Linked DNA regions of Danio rerio: region 2 is linked to region 1. The links are chromatin contacts, called in public HiCAR-type maps. All regions are on one chromosome and are shown on one strand. Each heading gives the region's core, a stretch centred on a gene start, on an enhancer-like site or on the middle of the called end of the contact. The rest is flanking DNA. Distances are from core to core; before and after follow the strand shown.

Region 1 (7,121 bases), core at 1,943-4,442:
GCAGTTCTTGTAGTTTTATCTGGATCGCATCCTCCCGTAACATTAGCAAATGGCTGAAACACTTCAGTGCACCATTTGAGTTCAAGTTCTCTGTCGATGGTGCCTGTCCTTCCTCTTACATTTCTTCTCATCGGTAAAAGCTGTTTTTTAAAACGTTGGAATATCCGAATATGTACGTGAAGTTTTGTGTCTTTTACAATTAATGTCGTTAAAACTGACCAGACCCCACAACTCTGATCGGTATCTTAAACAGTAACGTTAATAATTAAAATAATAGATTTGACCACCCCTATAACGGTTCATACCTATGTGAAAGCATAATCATGTCAATCTGCAAGAAAAAATTCATTCAACTATCCTAAACCGGCAGATTAGAGCATCGTAAGAGATCACAAGACTGACTTCTCATAAAACAGGCATTTGTTTCTGCATAAAGCCTAAAAGTAAAGTTAAATTAGATGCATAGTTTGTATAGTTTGACCTAAAGTAAGCCGAATATAGCTAATCAGGTCAGAATACATTAAATAGCAAATCCCATAAAAGACTGAGAACTTAAATACATTTTACATTTTGAATACATTTTTCTTTTCTCAAGCAAAAAACAGTGAAAATGTCTGCAGCCTTCGGTGCACTGATTTGGTGTTGCCAGAGACGCCCCATTTTAAATTGTAATATCAATCTGGGAAAAAAATATAAATCACAAGCAAATAATTTTTGCTTAAACCCAAGAGAGCTCATATTGTGAATGCTATGCAGATAACTGATATTTTGTTTTCCTAAAAACTTAAATGTAATCATTACAGAACTTATTAACAATTGTTAAACTGTTATTGTGTTGCTGTCATTGTCTTCGGTAACACTTTTAGATAGATAATACAGTAATATGTACTGTAGACCTACACATCACTCAAATACGTTACAAATAATAATTGCGTTATATATTATACATTTTATTTTAACATTTTTACTTTAAAGTTTTTTTTTTAATTTGCCAGAACAGAAAACTGTCCCGGAATGGTACAAAACTTAAAACGTTAATACATTTTATTAATAAATTATATGTAATTTTAATAAATACATAAATTTGATTCACTGAAGCATGTATTACACAAACTAAACATATAGTTAGTGTAATCGTCAATGTATAATTCGCACACTATATAAAATAATTACGTTTTCCCAAATAAACTGTAGGAATTGTGTTGTTTCAACTCATTTTATTTATTTACATGTGTGTGTGTGTGTGTATACTGTATATATATATATATATATATATATATATATATATATATATATATATATATATATATAATTATTATTATTTATTATTATTTATTTATTTTTATTGTTATTTTTCTCAAAACAACAACAAAAAAACATTATCAAGTGAACATGGAAACAAAAAAGACATACAAAACAAGTGTCAAAGGTATATATAAAATAAAAGCACCACAATAAAAGTAAAACAATACATTTCTTCTTAACCATTTACTTAGTATGCAGAATTTTTATAGACTTGTTGTCTCAAGGAAAGTGTCAGTACTTCAATATCATATTTCACAATATCATACCATTCAACTACAGATGGAGGATCTTCCTTGAGGCATTTCTTTGTAGTTGCCTTTTTGCTAATTGTTAGTAGTGTTTTAAGAAGATATGCATCATTTTTGGTATTTTTGAAGTATAAATTCCTAGGTAATTGTAATTTTTAAACGATTCCAGATTCAATCCCATTATTGCATTTATCTCTTTATTCAAATCTTGCAAATAGGTGTGTATGATATTACAATCCCAAAATATGTGGAAATGATCAGCCAATACATTTTCACATTTTCTCCTGCATTCACCATTTTATTTTATCTCTAGTTTGAAAGTATTTTATTTTAGGTGTCATAAAGAACCTGATTACATTTTTCCAAATACATTCCCTTCATGAATCTGAATGAATTGTAATAAACTGTGTTTCCCTAATGGTTAATCATTCCTCATTTGTTAGAATTATGTTTTCTGTTTTATATACATTGTTGAGTGTTTCTTTGTTAATGTCAGACAAGAATAAATTCTTGATACTAGTTTCTTATGAACCTTTTTGTAAGTATCTATAAATACCTGTGTTGTTTTTATGTCTTAGGAATCTCTTATGTTTTTACTGAAGTAGTCTCTAACTTGAAAGCAATGGAAAAAGTCTTGTTTAAGCTATGTGTATTCCAAGGTTGTTGAAAACTTTCTAATTCATTGTCAGTAGTGATGAGACTAAAGGGTGTTATGCCTTGCAAACTCCATTGTTTGAATCTTAGATCTTGTTTTGCTGGTTGAAATTGAATATGTTCAACCCATCTCAATATCTTAGCTTGGTTTTCCCTTTTAGGATTCTTTAATTCTTTGTACCTAATGTTTTCAGCTCATTTTAAATAAGTAGTTTGAATAAGCCTTTTTTTTCTAGTGTAGATCAAATGTTTTCTCTAATTCAGTAAATCCTAAATTAAACCCGAATGCCTTTTCACTGTGACAGTACTCACTTTTTCCATTCATACTAAAGTCTCTACTTTCCCTGAATTATGACTGAAATCTCCTTGTGTTTGACAGTGTTTTTCTCCCCTGAGCTCTGTCTGTTCCTCAGATCTGAAGTTGGACTGAATTTATCTTTCAGCAGCACTGTACTTTCTGATGCTAGTGCTCTGTGGGTAGGCCATCGCCATGGGTCAAGGGCCTCATACATTTTTGAGTGTTTTTGCTGTATGGTCCTTTTATTAGTATAGTATTTTGTGTGAGGCTGGTGGGCGTTTGGCTTCCTGACTCTTGAACATGGCCTCTCTCCAAGCTCCTGCTCCCCAGGCTAATATTTCTGAGGCTTTCTGCCAGCGCTGTGACTCAGTCCAAGTATGACTAAATAAGGAAGTCCAGTTTATTCAAGAGGAGAAAATGAAAATTAAGCTGCTTAACCTTCACTTTTTCTGTCATCAGATAAAAATAGATAAACTGTTTGTGTGTGCACCTCGGCTGGACCATTGACTAATCGTCTATTATTTGATCAGGTCAGAACTGATGGTTGCCAGAAAATTATGTAGACTTTTGAGTGGGTTTTATTGATTTTAAATAGTATCTAACTTATAGTGTTCATGGAGTGCATGTGAAAGTGTCACACAGGAACTAAAGAGGGAAAATCTGGATCGTGTGAACTTTCCACAGTAGTGCATTAAGCAGAAGAGACACTAGGTGGCGACTATTCACTTTGTAAGAACAAAACCTGCTTTGTTTTATGGAGTTATTTCCAACTTATTAGTAATTTAGAATACTTTGGTGTTTGTATACTATAACTTATTGTTGGTGAGTGCAGATGTTAAGATGCTCATTTGGAATGAATTTGATTTGATCTCATCAGACTTGTATATTGCCCAAAATAAATTGTATGGTGGCAGTTAATTTTGTATGAAAAATTTAAATATACTATAACTGAAAAGTGTATTATTCCCAGAAATCAAGCTGTTATAAGCCGATATGAGTGTTTAAAATTTATTTTTAAATATTGTTCCAGCCAAAAACTAAAATAACACTTTCTCTAAAAGAAAAATAGAATAGAAAATACAGTGAAAAGTGCCTTGGTCTGTTAAACATCACTTGAAAGATATTTTGAAAAGAATTAGAATTTAAAAGGGGTCTAATCATTTTGTCTTCAATGTCATATATATCATGTGTATGTGTGTGTGTACATGTACACACATAAATATAAGTTTTAATATACTTATAATACATTTTAAGTGGTCTACAGTTTTAAATTCCCAAAGCCCACTTTTCTATATACAGGTGCGGGACTTTACACAAAAGCATTTTCCCTTTTTTCCTACCCTTCTTCAACAAAATCATAATGAGGACTTTTTCCTGATGACAAAGAACAAAGTGGAATCATTTCTTGTACATATGCTAACCTTGCATCATTATCTACTTTTAGATCTTCACAGAGACTCAACTAGACCTTAATATCAGTTAGATAGATGACGATTGGAATAAATCAATAGAATATATACAGTTTTAACCAGAATTATTAGCCCCTATTTGATTTTTTGTTTTTTTGTTTTTTTAAATATATCCCATGGCAGTTTAACAGATCAAAAACATTTGTCTGATAATATTTTTTTTTCTTCTGGAAGAAAGTCTTGTTTGTTTTATTTTGGCTAGAATAAAAGCAGTTTGTATTTTTTTAAACATTTTAAGGTCAATATTATTAGCCCCTTTAAGCTTTATATTTTTTCGATAGTCTACAGAATAAACTACTATGTTTAGAAATGTGTTGGAAAAAAATCTTCTCCTTTAAACAGAAATTGGGTAAAATCAGGGGGGCTAATATTTCTGACTTCAACTGTGTTTATATATAAGGAGTTTTTTATTACAAAGAGATGTTTATTTCACAACAGCTGTTAGACATTTTACAGCTATTTTTTAATTCTCTAATCAGGAAAAGAAAACTAAAAACAATTCTACAATTCCTCATGATAATAACAGCAATATATATCCATTTACACAATCTTCCATTTACACAAAAAACTATTTACTGAAGTAAGTGTGATTGGGCAATATTTATAAAAATAGGCATAAAACTTAAGGCTTCATAATACTCGATTCATTTGGACCAAAAGCAAACAAATATATATTTTTGATTATTTGTGTAGTTTTTTTTTTCGAAATAAATATACTTTTGACAATGTTGAAGTTGTCATTTAAAAAGTTTATACAATTAAATCTATAAAACTAGAGATTTCTTCTTTTGACACATTAAAATATGTGGTTAAGAAATAACTACATTTACTTTTTCCAATAGCATTGGTCCAACCTGGTCATTATAATAATTCTCATTGTTTAGCCTCGTATAAGTCTAAAATCTAATTCATAATGGTCCTAAAAGTCTTAAATGTGATTTGATGAAACCTGCAGAAATACTGTGATATGTACACAATGTTAAAGCACTATGTTTATATGTTGTGTTGTTAGCTACTGTATGTTGATTAGTGAATGTATGAATGTATGTTTTGACTATTTAAATAAATAAAAAGGGGGAAAATGTAAGTGGTCTATATAGATTTTTTTCTGAGATTTTTCAAGATATGGGTCCTTCATTATTATGTTTTCCCATTTTTACATATTCTCATGCCAAACATCAGGGTAGAGCTGCCTGATTTTACCTTCTTAAAAATGTCAGCTGTGAAGCAGTTTTAAAGCAGAATTGTTTGTTGTGTAAAACAGGCCCTGACCAACATAACACAACAGGGTCAAATAGCACTGGTTTCAGAGATTTATTTTCTTAAAGAGACAGAGCACACTCTGAAGAAATTTGCACATTTTTTTTTACACAGCAATGGGCTTAGCTTACATTACAGTGAACCACTACACCACCATATGGGAGGCAAAGCCAAACAAACGAGGAGAAAAAAACAACAACGCAGCTACATGTAGTGTTCTTGTGCAAAATGTAACAAAATATAAATATAAGTAAGCATATGACACCACTAGAAATCCCCACAAATTATTGACCTTTCACAAATATGGCATGAAATGTAAAACATCTCAAGGGCAAGAAGGAGGACTTGGTCAGTTTTGTTTGTTCTCTGCAATACAGCACCATAAACAGCAGGGGAAGCCCTACTTTCACTTTTAGTTTGTTTAGGGAAAATTTGGATTTAAGATTTAGTGAAAAGTAAATGTCTTTTTTGGGAGAATAGACCTCATTAAAGCTGCTGTAAGTATTTTATATGTCTCAAAATGTTGAAGTAATTTTGTTTTTTCCAAACAGGCCCCAGTTTTAAATACTAGTTCAAGTTTGATTTACACATTTTGTACCTACACATATGTTAAAGCATTTAATAAGTGGCTATAATAATAATTTGTATTATTTCTGTCATATGTGTCATATTTTTAGGGCTTTGTTGTTGTATGTTTTATTACTAGATATTTTTGCATTGTTGGTAAACTAATTGCCAGCGGAGAAATTAAAATGGTCGTGCCCAACTGAGTCTGGTTCCCTCAAGGTTTTTTTTTCTTCACTCCCATCAGGTGAAGTTTTTTTTCCCTCTCCGCTGTCGCCACTGCCTCGCATGGTTCAGGATTGGTAGAGCTACGCATCGATGAATTGGCTCTTCAGTGTTTGAACTCTCAGTAATGATTAAATCACACTGAACTCAGCTAAACTGAACTGAACTTAAACACTAAAACCTGAACCACACTGTTCCAGTTACTATGACCATTTATGTGAAGCTGCTTTGACACAATCTACATTGTAAAAGCGCTATACAAATAAAGCTGAATTGAATTGAATTAATTCAATCTTTTTTTAGCTTGGGTTTCATGTATATATTAGTAACTTGAGTGTGGATAATATAATAGCCATCAGTAGATAGTAATTCAAGTATAAATACAAGTTTTTGTTCGTTTTGCAAATTAAGTGATATACATAGACTATTTATATCAAGGATGCAGGATGCACTGAATTTTCAGCTGCTAAAAATTGTTCAAAAGAAGGCTTTACTTTTCCACTGCCCAGCAGTGTTCAGCTTACTAGTTTCACTCTCCCTTTAGCTGTAATCACTGCATGGTGTAAAGCAGAATTTCACACTGAACGCAGAAAGCGCTACACTATGAAAGCAATTTGCTGCATCTGGAATTGCATACCTCCGTACTATGTAGTATAAGGCTGCACGATATAGGAAAAAAAATTACATTGCAATATTTACCATTTCTGCAATGTATATTGCGATATAAATATAATTTCACAATATGACCTCATTAACTGTTTGGAAACAATTCATAAATTTTATATTGATTGGGACAATTTTGTAGGATTTGCATAAAATCTCCAAAAATATTAAAACCTAAGTTAACACATTAGCACAGACAAAAGCAACAGAACAAAGAAAAAAATGAAATAAACAACTCGTATATATAAAAAAAAAAATTGTTCCAGGATCAACATAGATGTTAATCCAGGATCGCATCATACTTGGCAAAATCATGACGTGCTAAGTATTGCACACTCTACTGGCAGGCTTATTTAAAACAAAATACGCACAGCAGCTATGATTAGACCTATTTTATGTCTCCTTCCAATTTTCAGCATGTTTAGAAATCTGTAG
Region 2 (7,121 bases), core at 3,347-5,846, 130 kb after region 1:
AGATACAGAATATGGCTCAACATGGCTCACATTAAATGGCTTCAGTATAGATAATAATATCAACTTTGTCTTGTTTCTAGTTCAAATTATCTAAACATTTTTAAATTAAAATATATTGTCTTGCTTTAAGAAATAGGTCAAAATCAAGTAAGTTTTTCCTTATACAATCTAAATAATCTGACAATTGGGTAGGCAAAATAACAAACTTTAACAAAACATAACAAAAACAAGATTTTGTTTTGCTTACAAGATTTTTTGCTAGTCTAGAAAATACTACTTTTAGATATTTGGACTAGAAACGAGACTAGATCTATAAGCAAAAAAAGCATTTTAATTTGCTTCAATGTAATTTAAAATACAATTTGTATTGTTTCCCAATCAAGTATCCAAGTATATATTGTAGATTAAGTATTTTTTATAAGCTTTTTCATTTTTTTTAATTCTTTTATTACTTTTATTAGAATTTTATTCCATTATTTAGTAATTTGAATGCCTTGATATTTTTCCTAAATAAAAAATATGGCTAATAATACTTATTAAAAATTGCCATATTATCTATACTGAAGCCATTTAATATCAACTTTTGTCTTGTTTAGTCCAAATTATCTAAAAAATTTATAATCAGATATATTGTTTAAATCAAAGATATATTGTTAATAATCTTATGTCATAATGAAAAACAAACCCTATTAGCCCATTATTTAGCTTTAAGGAAAAACTCACCAAATTTTTTTTTTTAAACAAGACAATATATTTTGCTAAGTAATAATCTACCAATGGGTTAAGCAAAATAATATTATGTCAAAATAAAAGAACAAGATTATTTGCTTACCTCATTGGCAGATTACTTAACTTAATTTTGGCATATTATTTCTGAAACCAAGGCACTATTTCTACTTGTCTAGAAAATGCTTCAAGAACTTTTATATATTTAAAAAATACAAGATAAAAACTGTAAATAAAAAATCATTTTTTGCCATGTAATTTGTATTGTTTTCCAATCAAGTAAATGTTATAGATTTTGTTTTAGTTTGAATAAGCTTCTATTTTAAAATAAATGTTATTGTATGTCTTTAGTAATTAAAGTTTAGTGATTTGGGTAACCTTTTTCCTAGACATAGAATATGGCTAAAAATATTCATTAAATCGCTTCAGTATAGTAAGTATTGTAACTTATAATATCAACTTCTAGTATAGTTATATAGACACATTTTCAAATGTCTGGTACTGTATATGCTTAGCAAAACTGACATTTTTCATTATTCCTTGGCAAGCTGTAATTTTAAAGCTGACATACCCAAAATTTGGCCGTCAGACAGGATGTTCGCTCGCCATCACATCACTCAAACGTGTGTGTTGATGCTCACGTCGTGTCTGTGGTGCACGTGCAGGTTGGCATGCTTTTTCCCGGTGGTTTGCTTGAGCTGCTCAGTGACTCAGAAGTTTTGTGGTTTTTGGCAGGGAGCTTCTGAAAGATCACCCCTTTTTCTACGTGCCGGACGTCATCAGTGAGCTGAGCAGTCAACACGTCCTCACCACTGAGCTGGTGCCCGGCTTTCCTCTCGATCAGGCTGAAGCACTCACACAAGAGCTCAAAAATGAGGTATTCGTTGTTTCTGTTGAACTAGTTGCACACATGAAGTGAAGTTTATCCATAAACTAATTTCGAGAGGATCACTTGCTTATGATTGACACGGCTGGCCCCGAGTCAAGCTAATGAATGAACCACCAATCAGGCTCTCTCCCGGGACAGCATGCCAAACTAGCTTATTACCAATCATCAGCTAAGTGTGAAGTCTTGAAATAAGTCTGAAATTGAAGCATTTAAAGAGTCTTTAAGTGGTAGTTCACCCAAAAATTTAAACAAGCTTTTAATTCACTCACTGTTGGGCCATCTAATATGTATGAGACTTTTTATCCCCCTTAGTTAAACATTAAAGGATACTTTTATTTTTGAAAAGGCTGAAAAAGTGGTCCTTGGTCATTCATAAAATGCAAGTCAGTTGTTATTGGCAATTTGACAGTCAAAAATGCACATACAGGTGAAATAAAATTATTACCTGTGACTTAATAATATATTGAGGTCTTGCATTGTGAACTAATCAGTCTGTACAAGAAACTTAATGTTAGTTAATAAAAAAATAAAAAGCTTTAGTTCCCAGCCTCTGCACACTAAGCACATCCTGTTGTGGGTTTGTCTGTTTTGTTGGGTATCACGTTTGAGGCATCATGCTTTTCTGGCTCTTATTTAATAAATGTGAATGTGGAGCTCATATCAGAGGGGAAAATGCATTTTATTCTGATGCACAGAGCAATAAATCCGTATTCACAAGACATTAATATTGTCATCTAAACTTAAATTTCTATAACTATATGGCAAACGTCTTACCTAAACTAAATATGAATCAGAGCTATAATGTTTGTTACATATTCGTTTTAGGATTAAAGCGTGTGTTAGGTCAGCACGATGTTGGAACATTTGACATTCTGATATTTTATTATTATTATTATTATTATTTATTATTTTTTTAATATATGTTGCAATATAGATATAATTTCACTAGTTGATCAGCACGATGTTGGAAAATTTGACATTCTGATATTTTATTATTATTATTATTATTTATTATTTTTTAAATATATGTTGCAATATAGATATAATTTGAATCGCTTTTTTTTTTTGTTTTGTTTTTTTGGAAAAATTAAATTAATTAGATCCACTGCGATGATCAAGCCTCTTTCTATGCAGTGCATCTGCATACAAAATAGTAACAGACAAGCATGTATAAAAACAATACCATTTAAATAAATAGTGCTTTATGGGTTTCTGGGGAGTCCAACAGTATTGAAATATATTGGACAATCAAATGTAAAATAACATGGTCATCATGGAATGAAATTATATTTAATAATATCGTAGTCCTTTAATCTTTAATAAATAATTAAATCCTGTGATATGAATATTGCGGATGGGATACACGCGTTGCGATATCAATGCTCAAATGATTTATTGTTCAGTCCTAGTTTGTGGAATAACTTTTTTTATTTTTATTTATACAGCTAAATAATATAAGAACTGTTTAGACCGAATAAACTAACTAATATAAGCTGTAAACGCACAACAGAACTAAAACTTTACTGAAATTAGGCCTGTCACGATATCTATTTTTTGTCGTACAATAGATTGCACCAAAATATATTGTGATTTAACAATATTATTGTCATTTTAAGACCATTTTATGCCACTCATTAAATGCCAGATTGGCAATCTATCGTCACAATGCAAGTGCACTCTTTCTATTAATATTCTTAATAATGTTTAATTTAATTATAGTCATTCTAAGAATATAAAAATTAGGCATTGGAATCAGAATGTAAAAACACGTATGCTAAATAAATAATAATAAATGTTAACAAAAAAAGTGAAAGGTAAAAAGTAACAGTGGCTGCGATATCTGCTACCAGATCTATTTTCAGTCATCAGGCACCCACATGAAATTAAACTATAGTCATTTATAGTAAATATTATAGTGTTTCTTAACTATACTGACACCTCCAATAGAGATGAAGATGCAAGATCAGCTGAAATGTTGCTAGAATTGGTTTTTATGTTTGGTTGATATACATTGCATCAGCAAAAATGATTGAGGTCAAGTCCATGTGTTGTGCAATAAGTTGATATATTGAATATTGTGACAAGCCTACCTGAAGTTACAATTAAATGTACAATTGAATTAAATTACATTGCATTTTTTTTTTTTTAATAAATAAAAACCTCGATTGTAATTTCAGTTACACGAAAACAACATTGATGCAAACACAAATGTCTCTATTAGGGCTGCACAATATATCGTTTCAGCATCAATATCGCAATGTGCAAATGCACAATAATCACATTGCAGAATCTGCAAAAGTTAAAATTACAGCTTATTCATCCATTAGGAAATATGAGTGGGATAATAATTGACCACATAATGAAGATTAACCATAAAAGAGTAAATAACTTTCAATTGCTTTTGTTTTTAAGGCCTTTGACTGTAGGATTTCAAGTGTATTTAAACCATTTGTGATAATAATTCATAACATTTTAATGAATCAAGATTGTTTATTTTTTTATACAACAAAGACTTTTTTGTTTTTGTTTGTTTGTTTGTTTACATTTGATTACGTAATTCATGTACCTGAATACAGCTCCAGAAAACTGTAAAATGCTATGTTTAATATAAAACTATGAATTCTTTCCAAATTGAGCCAGACGCATCCTCTTAAGAAATTCTACTCATAACGCAGAAAACTAAACCTTGCAATGTCAGTTTCTGTCCAATATCGTGCAGCCCTACTGTCTCTATAGTGTGATGTATTTAATAGATTTTTTAAAAAATGAAATATATTTGTATTATTGTTATTATTTTATTAAACTAAGGTGCATCTGTCTTTATAAACAGTATTCACTCATTAATGAGTTCTCACCCAACTGGGCTGAAAAATATTTTCCACATGTACAGTTTGGCCAGTTATATAAATAAAGGCCCATTAAAAAGTGCTGTGGTATCAGGCCACGTCAAAATCTGAGGTGGGACTTTGTTTTCCTGACACTTCATCGCCACCTGCTGGTGGAAGAGTTTGCTGGCATCAGAAGGACAAAGTGTAAATAAAAGAGCATGACGTTAAAAAGCCAAGGAATTAAGTATAAATTCAGTCAAATGTTGAAAAAAATCCCAGAGTAGAAGCTGTCGTGTACACTGACAGACATGAAGGCAATTATTGTGATTGAAATGTATAAACAGACCATACCAATATGATTTAAATGCGCATCAGTTATATGGGTTGACGTAAACATTGCACTAAAACAGTCTTTGTTTGGAGATGAAGCTGATCTATGACATGACTGTGTATACTGTGGATAATATGCTGATTTTATTTTTTATTTTTTTAATGATCAGATCTGTAAAAACATCCTGAATCTGTGTCTGAGAGAGCTCTTCGAGTTCAGATACATGCAGACGGATCCCAACTGGTCCAATTTCTTTTATGATCCACAAACACATCGGGTAAGAGAGCGAGAGAGTCTGGATCAGTGTCGGTTTTTTCATAGTATTTATAATTTTTTTTTACACTAAAAATCAAACGATAAGTCTTAATGTCAATTTAAACCAGAGTACTTTTTATCTTCAATTGTTAGATTTGTTTTTGTCACTACATAATTTGTATACTTTAATTTGTTCGCTTTTTTGGGTTTCTGACTATTATTATTATTTTTATTGTTGTTGTTATAAGCATTTAGAAAGCTGTAGTTAAAGAATATGTATGTGGCCAAATTTGAAATAAACCTAAAATTAATTAAGTTTAAAACTAATCACTTTATTATAGTTTATTTAATTTAGTCCTGTGATTCATGATGTTTCCAAGTGTCACCCGATCCTCCAGAAACCTTTCCAATATGCTGTTTTTTTAAAATAAAAGTAATCTTTCTAATTATTAGTATTGAAAGATAGATATTGTAGCATGTTGTCAAAAAAATCAAAAAGGTTTTAAAAGTTGTCTTCATCTCTCAACGTGTATATATAAGTGTTTCATTTATTTATAATATTATTTGTCGTATTACATGATAGAAGTTTATTGTACATTTACATTTGTCAAGTGCTTTTGTACAATAAGTGAAAGGCAAGTGATTTGACTTCATATATTAATATATATCCAAGTATTCATATTAGGAATGTATTTTTAAAAAATTGCTGCATGATATATTAATTTTTTTTTGGTTTTCTTTTTAGTTTTTTTGTTTTGTTTTGTTTTTTGTATTTGAGAATGTTTTGTTCATTGTTTTTATTCATTTAATATTGTAGTTACTTTTACTGTACTTTAGAGTTAAGTACAGAGAAATCTAGTTGTATAGAAAATGAAAATGTAGTGTAAATGTAATGTTATGTTTATGATATAAAAAGTATTATAGATAATTTAGTAACAAATTGCTGTATATTGTATTATAACTTCTTTAATATTAGGACTTTTATACTTTGGACATTTTTAAAAAAGTACCAGCAGGAAAAATCTTTAATTATTTATCAAAAATTGAACAGAAAAATAATATTTAACTTGAGAATTTTATTTATTTATATTTTATATATATTTGTCTAAGTAACTTTTGATTGTAATTCGAATTTGTTTTCATCATGTAATATCGTATGGATATCCATTTTGCCACAAAATAGTCATAAGTTGCTGATGTGGCAATAAATAAATAAATAATAAATTAGGACTTTTATTATTCTGAGTACAGTAAATAAAAGGTAAATATGTTTTGTTCTCATATGTCAGAGTGTTTGAACTTGTTCTTCTGTCCACAGGTTGCTTTACTTGATTTCGGTGCGACGAGAGGGTTTGATGAGAGTTTTACTGATGTTTATATTGAGGTAAACCCATAAAAGTGAAGGTAAACGATTGTGTGAATAAAACTTTTTCCCTTGTAGACTGATGACCTTCGTCTTTTAAACAGATCATTAAGGCTGCGGCAGATGGTAATCGAGAAGGAGTGTTGAAGCAATCCATAGACATGAAGTTTTTGACTGGTTATGAGTCAAAGGTAAGAATATAAGCTGATGTTTTATTGTTTTCTCCTGTTCTCTACACACTCAGAAAACACACACTTGAGAAAAATTAAGCGAAAATATAACATTTTTTCAGCTGAAATCTGGGTTGTTAATTCTTAAAATCAAAGTCAAAAGCATTTTAAGAGTTAACCAACATTAAATGATTACGTACTGCTCCTGAGATACGTTCTGTTTTAAAGCACAGGGATTGGTCTGGTCTAAAAATTGGACTTTACATTATTCATATCTTTATTAGCTTTAATCTACAGCCTTAGTGAACAACAAAATCTGAATCTACAAACAGGTTCTTAGGACGATTTGTATCTGGTTCAGATAACTGATACGGAAGTTTATATAATCATACAGTGAAATGATGCTTATGAAATTGTTATTAAAACACTAATTAATTGTAAAATGCATTGTTTTGCAAGACTAAATCTTGTAAATTGAATAAATAATCAACTTTCCATTTTTACATAAACCATGAGAAACCATTAATAAATTAATATCACCCACTCAATAAAATTGCTT

What was found. HiCAR-type assays count read pairs that join an accessible place to other places.
Region 2: a HiCAR-type map of caudal fin shows a contact between it and region 1, with 6 times the contacts expected there. The contact joins two enhancer-like sites. A contact is called at or near these places in 4 of 18 Hi-C or Micro-C datasets (caudal fin, embryo, hematopoietic stem cells and 1 more) and 1 of 4 datasets of contacts at active chromatin or transcription factors (caudal fin).

Annotation. Positions count from the first base shown.
Region 1 is chr20:41,656,424-41,663,544 of GRCz12tu, forward strand. All of the region lies in intron 2 of LOC141379398 (a long non-coding RNA gene), which reads left to right. Among named protein-coding and RNA genes, the nearest start is that of stum, 58 kb to the left of the region's middle. Within about 2 kb of position 3,193, at least 15 of the 62 cell types and tissues checked have an H3K27ac peak or open chromatin away from gene starts, as enhancers often do. A contact at or near this core is called in caudal fin, where this site is marked.
Region 2 is chr20:41,786,920-41,794,040 of GRCz12tu, forward strand. coq8aa (coenzyme Q8A, genome duplicate a) reads left to right here. Exons shown (of 15, transcript NM_001002728.2): 11 at 1,462-1,603; 12 at 4,944-5,051; 13 at 6,348-6,413; 14 at 6,497-6,583. Among named protein-coding and RNA genes, the nearest start is that of si:ch211-245h14.1, 15 kb to the right of the region's middle. Within about 2 kb of position 4,597, at least 1 of the 62 cell types and tissues checked has an H3K27ac peak or open chromatin away from gene starts, as enhancers often do. A contact at or near this core is called in caudal fin, where this site is marked.